Linked DNA regions of Sus scrofa: region 2 is linked to region 1. A link is a contact called in public Hi-C data. All regions are on one chromosome and are shown on one strand. The core of a region is the stretch at or near the end of the contact, and the rest is flanking DNA. Distances in the headings are between cores, read along the strand shown.

The links. Hi-C and Micro-C count contacts between places; a contact is called where the count stands out from the background.
Region 2: a Hi-C map of liver shows a contact between it and region 1, with 4 times the contacts expected there. The contact joins the promoter of ZC3H6 here to the promoter of CHCHD5 in region 1. A contact is called at or near these places in 6 of 47 Hi-C or Micro-C datasets (heart right ventricle, liver, skeletal muscle and 1 more) and 1 of 2 datasets of contacts at active chromatin or transcription factors (alveolar macrophages).

The regions. Positions count from the first base shown.
Region 1 is chr3:43,913,770-43,919,407 of Sscrofa11.1, reverse strand. It overlaps CHCHD5 (coiled-coil-helix-coiled-coil-helix domain-containing protein 5), which reads left to right and starts at 3,658. Exons shown (of 4, transcript XM_021087024.1): 1 at 3,658-3,868; 2 at 4,922-5,062; 3 at 5,150-5,315. The coding sequence starts at 3,867. It overlaps LOC110259964 (a long non-coding RNA gene), which reads right to left and starts at 3,518. Exons shown (of 2, transcript XR_002342486.1): 1 at 3,164-3,518.
Region 2 is chr3:44,146,683-44,152,294 of Sscrofa11.1, reverse strand. It overlaps ZC3H6 (zinc finger CCCH domain-containing protein 6), which reads left to right and starts at 3,382. Exons shown (of 12, transcript XM_021087025.1): 1 at 3,382-3,846. The coding sequence starts at 3,815.

The DNA.
Region 1 (5,638 bases), core at 2,409-4,908:
AGAACTAAGAAAAACATGAGTTTTCATGGTGGGAAAAAAAAAAAAAAAAAAGGAGTTCCTGTTGTGGCTCAGTGGTTAATGAACCTGACTAGCATCCATGAGGATGAGGGTTCAATCCCTGGCATCACTCAGTGAGTTAAGGATCTGGCGTTACTGTGAGCTGTGGTGCAGGTTGCAGACGTAGCTCAGATCCCACATTGCTGTGGCTGTGGCATAGGCCGGCAAGTAGGGCTCCGATTTGATCCCTAGCCTGGGAACCTCCATATGCTGCTAGTGCAGCCCTAAAAGGCAAAAAGACCAAAAAAAAAAAAAACCCATGATTCAAAGAAGAAATTTCAAAAAAAATTTTTTTTAAAAATCAGAAAAATATTTTTGCTTGCTATGTGACCAGTTTATTATGGGAGGGTGTAACAGAGGAACAGCCAGAGGGAAAAGGTGCATAGGGCAAGGTGTAGGCAAAGGTCATGGAGCTTCCAAATCTCTGGTCATATGCAGCTGATTTAACCTCTGCCCACTTTCCTCTCCCCAGAAGTCAGGAGAGTGAAACCGGAAGTTCTAACCCTCTAATCACGGGGGGGGGGGGGGGGGGGGGGGTTCTCCTAGCAACCAGCCCCTTCCTCAGGTGTAGTCCAAACGTCACTTCATTAAACGTAACAAAAGACACCTGCATTGCTCTTGTGCCTTAGGAAACCCCAAGGATTTCAGCAGTAAAAACCAAGTACTGTTTATTATAACCACATCAACCTTCCCTGGTTGCTCTCTTAATACTTCCCAGATTGAGCATCCACTTTAGCATTCATCACTAATTTAGTTTTTATTTACTTTGATAACTGTCTAGCTCTTCTACTAGAATGTTAAGCTCCAGTCTGGCACTGTTGAAATAAAACTTTAGAGGTGCAGGAGTTCCCATTGTGGCTCAGTGGTAAGGAACCTGACTAGTATCCATGAGGATGCAGGTTCGATCCCTGGCCTTGCTTAGTGGGTTTAGGATCCAGCATTACTGTGAGCTGTGGTGTAGGTCAGCAGCTGCAGCTCCGATTCAACCCCTAGCCTGGAAACTTCCACATGCTGTGTGTGTGGCCCTGAAAAGACCAAAAAAAAAAAAAAAAAAAAAGCCACTATACTTCTAACTCTTACTCCTCCAGTGCACCCTTTACTATGGCGCTCCTAACTCCCTTTTCCCTTCTTTAAAAGAGCTCTCTTCTCCTTGCTCTCCTGGACTCGCACCTGGCTTGCCATGACTGCAGACCTGTTAATAGTGTTTCATTACTGATCCAGAATAAACCCTTTTGGGGGGCCATATTCAGTGCATGTGGAAGTTCCCAGGCCAGGGACTGAACCTAAGCCACAGTTGTGACCTGCACCACAGCTGTGGTAATGCCAGATCCTTAACCCGCTGGGCCACACAGGAACTTCACTAAATAAACCCATTTTTACTGGAGAAATAACTGGCAGCCTATATGTTTTAGGCCAACACAATAAACTGATAAGGCTAGAAAGAATACAAAATGCTCTATGCCAGGTGCTTTGCCTGTCTTCTCAGAAGAGCATCCTGAAACACCTATTACCAGAAAACGGAAACCCAGAGAGAAGTATTCTGTCCGAGATTTCAGGTTGAAATCCAGATTGGCTTCCCTCCAAACCCCATGGTCACCTAAGTCTTCCTCACATTTGATCCCTAGAGAGGAAGTCAGTCACACTTGTGGGTCACACACCAAAAGGCAACTAGAAATTTGGAGGCTTAAGTGTCTCATTCCCAAGGAGAACTGTCTCCCACTGGGATCTTCATCATACCTACTTACAAGCCCAGCTGTTTGAACCCCTTCCTTGCAGGAAGCATATTACCTGGACTTTGGGACAAAACTCAGAGGCAGGGCATGGGACAGGTTATGATTTCACTCTCCCAGGAGGGAAAAACCTGAGAATTTGGTCTACATTTGAAGCCAAAGAGAAGAGATGTTGATGCTGTTCCCTTCTCTCTCTTCTCCCATCAAAAACACACTGGGAAGTTTTTGCAGGAAGGAAGAAGACAAGGGCCCAGAGGTGAAAGCTTTCCTTCAATGTCCAGGGCTCCAAACCGACCTGTGTTATCTGAGGCAGGTTCCGATGGCCAATGGCACAATCACCAAATGTCAGTTGCCAACTAGGGCAGTTCAGGTCACAGCCTCCTGCGACGGTTCTTGCTTATCCCAAACTTGTGAGGGTCCAGGCTCCATACTAAACCTCCCACGTACACTACGTCTTATGTGAAGAATGTCACTGTCATCACCCCCATTTTACAGATGAGCATATGTTTAACGGAGCAGAACAGAGCCCTCTTCCTTCTCCACACGTCCTCCACCTGCCTCTTCTCCACAGAAAAACTTTAGCCTCCTGGGCCTTCCTCGAATTCCAAAGAGTCAATTTCAATCAGAGAAGTGAGAAAAATGCAAAAAGAAAGGAAAAGTGTCAAAAAGACAAGGTAATGATTGTTTAGGCATTAAAGTCAAAGACCTTTAGTTCTTCCTCAAAGGTTATATACCATACTTCAAGTCATGTCCTTTGAGCTATTTTGCAAATACTGAAACCCCCACCAGGTGGGAGAAATTAATTAATTGTACGCTGCCCACGAGCAGGTAGACCCCAAGCTGATTGTAACCAGAAGGTTGATGATGCTACCAATTACCTCACCACCAACCAATCAGAAGAATGTCTCGCCAGCTGATAGCCCCCCCCTCCCTCACTCTGTCTTTAAAAGCCTTTCCCTGAAACTCTTTGGGAAGTTTGAGCCTTTTGGACATTAGCTACCTGGGTTCTTGAGTGGTGCCAGCACTTTCAGTCACCACAACCAGGTGTCAGTAGCCTGGCTTTATGGAGGGGAGGTGGGAGCCAGCATCAGGACCCAATTTTTGTTCCTAATTTGCCCAAACAATTATCACTTGGTTACAAATGACTGACACCTGTTCCCCTATAATGCTGCGACAAACTACATTTTATGATCATTTTGGCTGGAGTCAGGGAAAACCTCTGCATACTAGACAGTACTGGTGCTCAGTTCTCTGACCAAGGGACAAATACGTGGAGCCAGACACTGGAAGACATGAGGAGGTGGAACCATCCCACCAGGAAGAATTACATGGAAGTAACTCCCCCATTGTGACACAGAGCTAAGATTAAAACTCACGTTCATGCTGGCTTCAGAGTTTATGCCCAGGGGTGGGGGACGCGGTCTGGGTAACCCATGCTGAGCAGTCAGGAGGTCCAGGCCTCCTCCTGGTCCAGCTTTTGGGGAGGCTGTTTCCCCGCCCCTCAGCCGCGCGCACACCACGGTCTGCAAGAGGCGAGCGAGCGCATGCGCAGAGTTGCATTAGGGATCCCGTTCCCTGCGGCCAGCAGCTGACAGCTAAAGCACTCAGCTGCTGCGCGCATCCGCGAACGGCTGCATTGATGAGAGCCCGCAGCAGCAACAGCCACTCTCCATCAGCTCCAGTCCGGCGACTAGGAGCGCGTGTGGCTGCGGCCAAATCCCTCAAAGAGCCACCCAAGTCAGCGCCGCACTCGCCTCGGCACCGAGGCGCCACTGTACGTCCCAGCACTTCCGGGGAATTCCCCGCACCGCCCACGTAGGCCGGAAGGGCCTAAAATACCCGAGCCAGCTAGGGACGGAAGTGGCTACGCAGGGCGCCGCCATGACAGGCCCCGGACCTGAGGAGAGGCAGGGCGCCGCCATGACAGATTGGGCCTAAAGGGAGCGGGCCTGCTAGTCCGCTCTGCAACCGGAAAAATCGAAATAAGGAGGGCTTAGCTGGGCGCCGCCATGACAACCTGATACCGGAAAAGGCGGAGCGCTCCTTCCCCATTGATCCTCCTTCGGCCTCGGCCTCAAGATGTGAGTAGCGGGAGCGCCTACCCTGTACCTGCCCCCGCACTCCTTCTCTTTCCCCAGTGATCTGGACTTAGGCCAAGATTCCGGGAAGAATTGGCTTCTCTGTTCCCGGGTCCGAGCCTCGTGATTCAGCGCATTCCCTTGCGAGCTCCAGTTCTCGTGTTCAAGCCTCGCCCTCTGAGCGTTTAGGTTCCACCCCTTCTTTGGGTGCTAACGAAGGACTTTTAGATCCAGTCTCTCTGTGCTCAAGTTTTGCCCCGAAAACCCTGGGTCTTGTCCTCACCCTGCAACCCTACGATTCCAGACTTGTCTCAGGGCCTCCAGGACTCCCAGATCCGTCCTTAGAGCTCCAAGTTCCTCTCCTTGGCTCATCTAACTTTACCATTTGAACCTTCCAAATCTGTCCTTTGCCTCAGACCTCACCTATAAGGCCCACAGACTTGTTCCTAGATGCCTCTGATCTCACTCTGGATTTTCAGATCTTGTCTCCCCAATTTGAAGAGCTTATTTGTGGGACACTTAAGATTTACCCTAGACCCCCAAACCGCCCCAGGGCCTCAAGTCTCACTTTTCAGTACCCAATCCTCTGGCCCCATTTCGAAGACAGTCTGGTCAAGAGACCCTTCCCCAGGACCTAAGACCTCACCCCTTGCACCTCTAAACCTCACTTTTAGGGCTTTCAAACTCATTTAGGGCTTCCAGGTTCTCTCCAGGAACTCTAGGTGTTAATTCTAAGGCCCTACGAGCTTTTCTGCATGATCCCCAGGTAGAAACTAGAGAATGCTAGAACTCTAAAACCTGCCGTCCAGGACCTTCAAAGTCTGCTTCAGAATAATCAGACCTTTTTTTTCAGAACTTCCACTATCTCCCCTGAAGCTCTGAGCCTACTCCACAACCTCCAAGGCTCATGCCTTACCTCTCTAGCTCCTTGGCCCTATCCCAGGATCCTTCAGGCTCTCAGATTTGTCCAAGATGCCAGTCCCACCCTAGACTCAGATCAGAACTCCATCTCTTGCCTGCTGCCTGCAGTTACCCTCAGTCTGTCCTGTCTCACAGGCAAGCGGCCCTGGAGGTCACTGCCCGCTACTGCAGCCGAGAGCTGGAGCAGTATGGCCAGTGTGTGGCAGCCAAGCCTGAGTCATGGCAACGGGACTGTCATCACCTTAAGATGAGCATCTCTCAGTGCACGTCCTCCCAGTGAGTGTGGGCAAGTACAGGGCAGTGGGGGGTGGGTGGACATCGGAGTGGAAGTCTCTCTGAGCCTGAAATGCCCTGCCCTCGCAGCCCAATCATCCGTCAGATCCGCCAGGCCTGTGCAGAGCCTTTTGAGGCCTTTGAGGAGTGTCTCCGGCAGAATGAGGCAGCCGTGAGCAACTGCGCAGAGCATGTACGCCGCTTCTTGCAGTGTGCTGAACAGGTGCAGCCGACACACTCGCCCTCAACCACGCAGGTAAGTTAGGGGCTTGGCAGTTCATCCCACTCCTTTAGCCTCTGGTCACTCAGAGTAAAAATCTTGGAGGCATCCTTAGCTTCACACACACCTTCCCCATGCATCCCGAATCCAGAACATCAGACCATGGTCCCCTGTTGCCCCATCCACAGCCCCTGCTTTAGTCCAGCCATCTCCCCCACCCCTCCACTGCCAGGACACCTGCTCCAGGCTTCTTCCTGGTCTCCCTGAATCCTCTCTTACCATGCTGCCATGCAGTGGCCAGAGAGAGGGTTAAGGAACTGAAAACTGAAGTTCCCATCATGGCTTAGTGGAAGCGAATC
Region 2 (5,612 bases), core at 2,133-4,632, 230 kb before region 1:
AAGAGGCCCCTTAATCCTCCATCTAGGATGATCATTCAGGAGACTTTGCTCAAGGTCTCTTTTAATGTCTAGTGTTCTGCCTTTCCTAGGTCATTAGACCACTGAAATTTCTGCCATACTGAGAACATGGTATGCCAGGGCTTATTCTTACTACTCTGGAGCAAAACAAGGTGAATGAAATGATTTTTTTTGTTTTTGTTTTTTTTTGGTATTTTGTCTTTTGTTGTTGTTGCTATTTCTTGGGCCGCTTCCGCGGCATATGGAGGTTCCCAGGCTAGGGGTCGAATCGGAGCTGCAGCCACTGGCCTACGCCAGAGCCACAGCAACGCAGGATCCGAGCCGCGTCTGCAACCTACACCACAGCTCACGGCAATGCCGGATCGTTAACCCGCTGAGCAAGGGCAGGGACCGAACCTGCAACCTCATGGTTCCTAGTCGGATTCGTTAACCACTGCGCCACGACGGGAACTCCTGAATTTTTCTTAAAGTTAAACATATTCTTGGTGTTAAAATGTCCTTTCTTTAATGAAATAACTGCAATAGGGTTTTTTAAAGTCCTTATTTGGCAAAATAAAATGTTGGGACCTTTACATCAGTTATAATTTTTTCTGTGCATGGGTGTGTATGTGTGTGTGGGGGGTGAATGCCAAAGACAAACAAAGACAGACATTAGTTAAAGCAGTAAAAACAGATTTTATTCACTATTGACCAAGAGAGAAATAGCTGAGCTCCATTTCAACTTGTGTAGCAGTGACTGGGCACTTTAAAGGATGAAGAAAACACATATTGTGTAGTTCGATTTAGATGAAATCTTCAGAAATGGCAAACCTATAGAGATGAAAAACAGATTAGTGGTGCCTGGAGCAGGGTGGCAAGATAGGATTAACTGTAAATAGCCACTTAGGTTGATTGGATGTTTTAAAACTGAATGCTGCACAACTTGGTACACTTGCTAAAAATAATTTAAATGTACAGTTAAAAATGGGTGAATTTTATGGCCTATATCCATAAAGCTTTTAACAGCAACAACAACAATGGGAGAATGAGGAAGAAGAAGCAGGGCAAAAGTTCAAAATTACAAAGGGTTGTGCAGTGTCAATTTGATTAATCTGGCAGCTGGCAATTATGGAAGTCAGGACTCTATCCTCTGAATATGGCGTTGTCGTTGTCACGTGCTAAGAGTTCTGGAGTTCTCATGGTCCATATTTCATTGTTAAGTAAAATCTACTAGCTTGGAAACGGATAATCTGGTTTAATCTCTGTGATGAAAGCATGCCTTCTTAACCGAGGCAGTTAAAGAAAAGGAGAGGAATGCTGAGGTTTGCTTAGCCTTCAACTTAAATATTTTATCTGAACGTCTCTGAACACTTCTGGATTCTAAATACACAGTTTCAAAGGCACACGACCTCCTGCCCTGCATACCATCCACAGGGTCACTCCTTTTCTGTTACCCAAGGAAGAAGACCAGGATCTGAGGCTGTATTTCAGCTATCAAACTCATCTGGTGGTGCATATCAAGGGTTAGGAAGGAGGCTTTTCATCTAGAGAGAACTGTATTCATTGTTTCACAACGCAGCAAACCAAAGACCTTAGAGTGAGTTTGAAAGGGATCCCAAGGCCTCCAGATACAGCGGTCAGGGGAAACTTTAAGTGCAATAAGAGAACAGCCAACTGCTTACCTCAATGTCTTGGGAAGACTGCAGAGAAATGAACTCTCCTAATTAGTTACAGTAAGATCTAAGTAACATGGTTACAATAGAGACAAAGTACAGATTCTTGCAAAACTTCAAATGCAAATTATTGTTACTCTGGACAAAATATACCTGCTTTTGAAAGTTTCCTAGAAATGTAATGTATCCAAGTGTGGCAAGTGCCTGCAGAATTATTCATAGGTGTACAGCTCCTGTCAAGGGCTGCATTCAATTTAGAAAAAAATTGAATGCTGTTTTTCAATATACATATCCACATTTTTTTTTCTTTTTTTGCTATTTCTTTGGGGCCGCTCCCATGGCATATGGAGGTTCCCAGGCTAGGGGTCTCATCAGAGCTGTAGCCACCGGCCTACGCCAGAGCCACAGCAACGCGGGATCCGAGCCGCATCTGCAACCTACACCACAGTTCACAGCAACGCCAGATCATTAACCCGCTGAGCAAGGGCAGGGATCGAACCCTCAACCTCATTGTTCCTAGTCGGATTCGTTAACCACTGCGCCACGACGGGAACTCCAATATCCACATTTTTTTAATTTAAAATTTAATCTAGTTGCAATTGCTTCTAAACGTCCTGTGTCTATGCATCTACAAAATACATTTTCTCGAAAGTCAGATATTTGGGAGGATTAATTATTAATCCATCATGCTGATTTAAAAAAGGGACGTTGGAGTTCCCTTTGTGGCTCAGCAATTAACAAATCTGACTAGCATCCATGAAGATGCAGGTTTGATCCCTGGCCTCGCTCAGTAGGTTAAGGATCCGGTGTTGATGTGAGCTGTGGTGTAGGTCGCAGACACAGCTCAGATCTGGCGTTGCTGTGGCTGTGACGTAAGCTACAGCTCTGATTTGACCGCTAGCTTGGGAACCTCCATATGCCCAGGTTTTGGCCCTAAAAAGACAAAAAAAAAAAAAAAAAAAAAAAAAAAAGACATTCATTCAAAACTAAATGGGCCAAAATGTTGTCATTAAATTTTAGAAAAAAGATCACGTTTATAAGTGCAAAGAAATGTAATAGTTAGCTTTTATTTATAAAATATTCACATGTATTTTACATATAAAATGTAAATGTTTTTATGGAATAACTTAAAGCTCATATAATTCTTTTAGCAATTTTTCTTTCATTATTAATAACTGGGTAGATAAATTCAGTATTAAATATCAGAGTTACGTGCCAAGCTATTTTCCTCCAAACGTGATTCTGGGCATTAACCGTTACAGAAAACAAGATCCGCTACAACCTTGAAGGAGAAAGTACATTCCCCTACTATTTAAGCAACAAAGGTTTCTTTTTTTGTTTTTTGTTTTTTTTTGACTCTAGAGCCGTCTCACTGCTGTCCACATTTGCTAATGGCTTTGGGGGGGGGCCGTTTGTTTGGGTACGTCTGAAACCGCCCCCCCAATCTCTGGGAGGCGGCGTCTCGCAGGGAACACCGCGAGGCACCTCCGTAGGCGCGGAGGCACAGCGCGATCTCGCTGATCGCCTACCCCGCCCTAAACCACCCCCCGGCTCCGCCCGGCACAGCCTTCAGAGACTGCCTCCTCCGCCGCTTCACAGGAAAGCGTGGGAACCCGCCCCCGGGAGTGATGGACGGGCCTTCTCCTCCAATGGGAAGCGCGCTCGGCCCCGGCGGGCTGGGTAAGGGCCGCGGCACGCGGAGGAATCTCTTCTGCCCTTTAGTCCCGGGCTAGGTGTTGCGGCAGGCGCCATTTTATCGAGCCGCCGGTCTCGGGTGCCGCCATGTTGGTGAGGAGAAATCACCGTTACGGCCACTGTCCAAATCCCCGCGTCGGTGCACGCCGCCCGGCTGCTCCCAAGCCTCAGCCACCGGCGGCGAATAGAGACTAAAGCGGCAGCGCCGGCAGCGCGGGGCCGTGGCCCAGTGTTTGCAGTTAGAGCCCCACCTCTCTGGCGTGGTTGTTAATAGACTGGAAAGTCTGTGTCTGTGTCGCTCACTAGTAACCGTGAGTTTTTACCACTTCGTCACCTCTCGGCGGCGGCCGGGAGCAGGTACCCGCAGGCGGCGCAGGGAGCCTCCCCGCGCCCCGCCGCCGCCGGCCTCGCAGACCTGCCCTCCAGCCCCGCCCCGTTCTTGACCAAACATGACAGACTCTGAACATGCAGGGCACGACAGGTCGGGAACCCTTCTTGTCTGTCTTTCTGTCGGATGAGAGGAGGGGTCTGGGGCGGCGGGAGCGGGCCGGGGCCGCGCGCCTCCTGCATGACCTAGACGTCTCTGTGTGGCTCCATCCGTTCCATGACGTGCGCCCCGATGCAAAGCCCGGGCCCGCGGCCGCGGGGGAGGTCGGCCCGGCCGCGCCCGCCTCCCCGCGCGGGGTCCTTCCCGGCCGGCCCCGCCCCCGGCCGCACGTGCGAGCCCCGAGCCCCCCGCCTCTGGGCGGCTCTGTCGGCGCCGGGCGGCTTCCGCGGGCGGCTCGGGGCTGCGGTCCAGCCTGGGCTCGGAGGAAGCGGCTCCCGGTGCGGGGCCCGGCCCTCATGTCCCATGAGGACCCGCCAGGAATTTTCAGTAACTGGTGATTTGTTTGACTACTACCCTAGCACACTCCTAAGAATAAACATGCTTTGGGTTTGTTTTTGTTTTTGTTTGTTCTTTCTTAGGAAAATTTTAGGCAACCCCCAAAAGCCGTGTATTCGCACAGGCTTACCCCTAGCAATTTTGAAACGGCAAGTTTCAAATGTTACACAAAAGAGTTAGACTTTGCAGACCTTCGTGTACCACAGTTTTCTCCTAAAGTAAGGACTCCATGGATCATTCAGTCTAGCCCGGTTTTCTAAATACTATGTATCATTGGAAAATTTGAGATTCTGACTTTTTTATCTTTGCTATGCCTTAAGAGGCCCATTCTTAACTCCGTTTAATGATTTGGGCGTATTGACGTATTTTAAATAGCATAAATAGCATACTTAGGATTTGGTTAAAATTTTAATTTATAGTGCTAGCCATCTTAATCGTTAAAAAAAGAAAGGGTGGGCCTTCATTAAATTGCTGGGTCAAAATACATTGTATCTTATTCTTATTTAGAATGTTTAAAAATTCAGAACCTGTGCGTTACTCCCTTGCGAATGGAATTAATCAAAACATACCTTGTGCTCTAGGCTGTATACAAGTTGCTGGAGTTTTTACCTGTGCAGTAATGTGATCTGCTTTTGGTAAAGTATACAGAACACTTTTTTTTTTTTTTAAATCCAGAAGCAGATATAACAAACAGTACTAAAATTTGAAATGTTTTGGCACTTTTGGTACTGTAATAATAAATGTAGGTCTCTAGAAGACAAGTCAGTCAATTATATATGTAGTTTTTAGGAAATCAAAATGCTCTTTAAAAAAATTATAGGTGCATAAGCTTGCACTTAACACATTTTTCATGATTGTTTTACATTATCCTGTCCTTAAAATGAGAAAGTTCTTGGAACGGGTTAACTAATATCTTAAGAAGTTCCCTACTCTGAGTATTTGCGGACAAACCAATGATGGGGTTTTGCTCTTGAAGCCTAAGATTCACTTTTTGTGTAGAAGAAGGAAATCTGTTCTCTGTAGCAGAGTAACTTCAATAAGAATTATTCTACATAAGGAAGAAACTATGTTGCCAAATTCAGATATTGAATTAATTTTGCTAATAAAGAATTCTGATGCCAGATTTTAAAAATAATTTGGAATTTTAAAATATGGAATTAGAAATTAAAAAGAAAAAATTAAATCTTTGTAAAATTGCATTACCAGTTTAGTAGTAGAAACTAAAGGTTAAGCTGGAGAGTATTTAGTCTTTTTGTTTTATATTAGGATTATGAACCTAATATTTTCTAATGGTTTCTGAAACAAATTATCTGTTTCACACCTTTTTTGGTCAACTTGTATGAAAAACAAAACTATATTTAAAC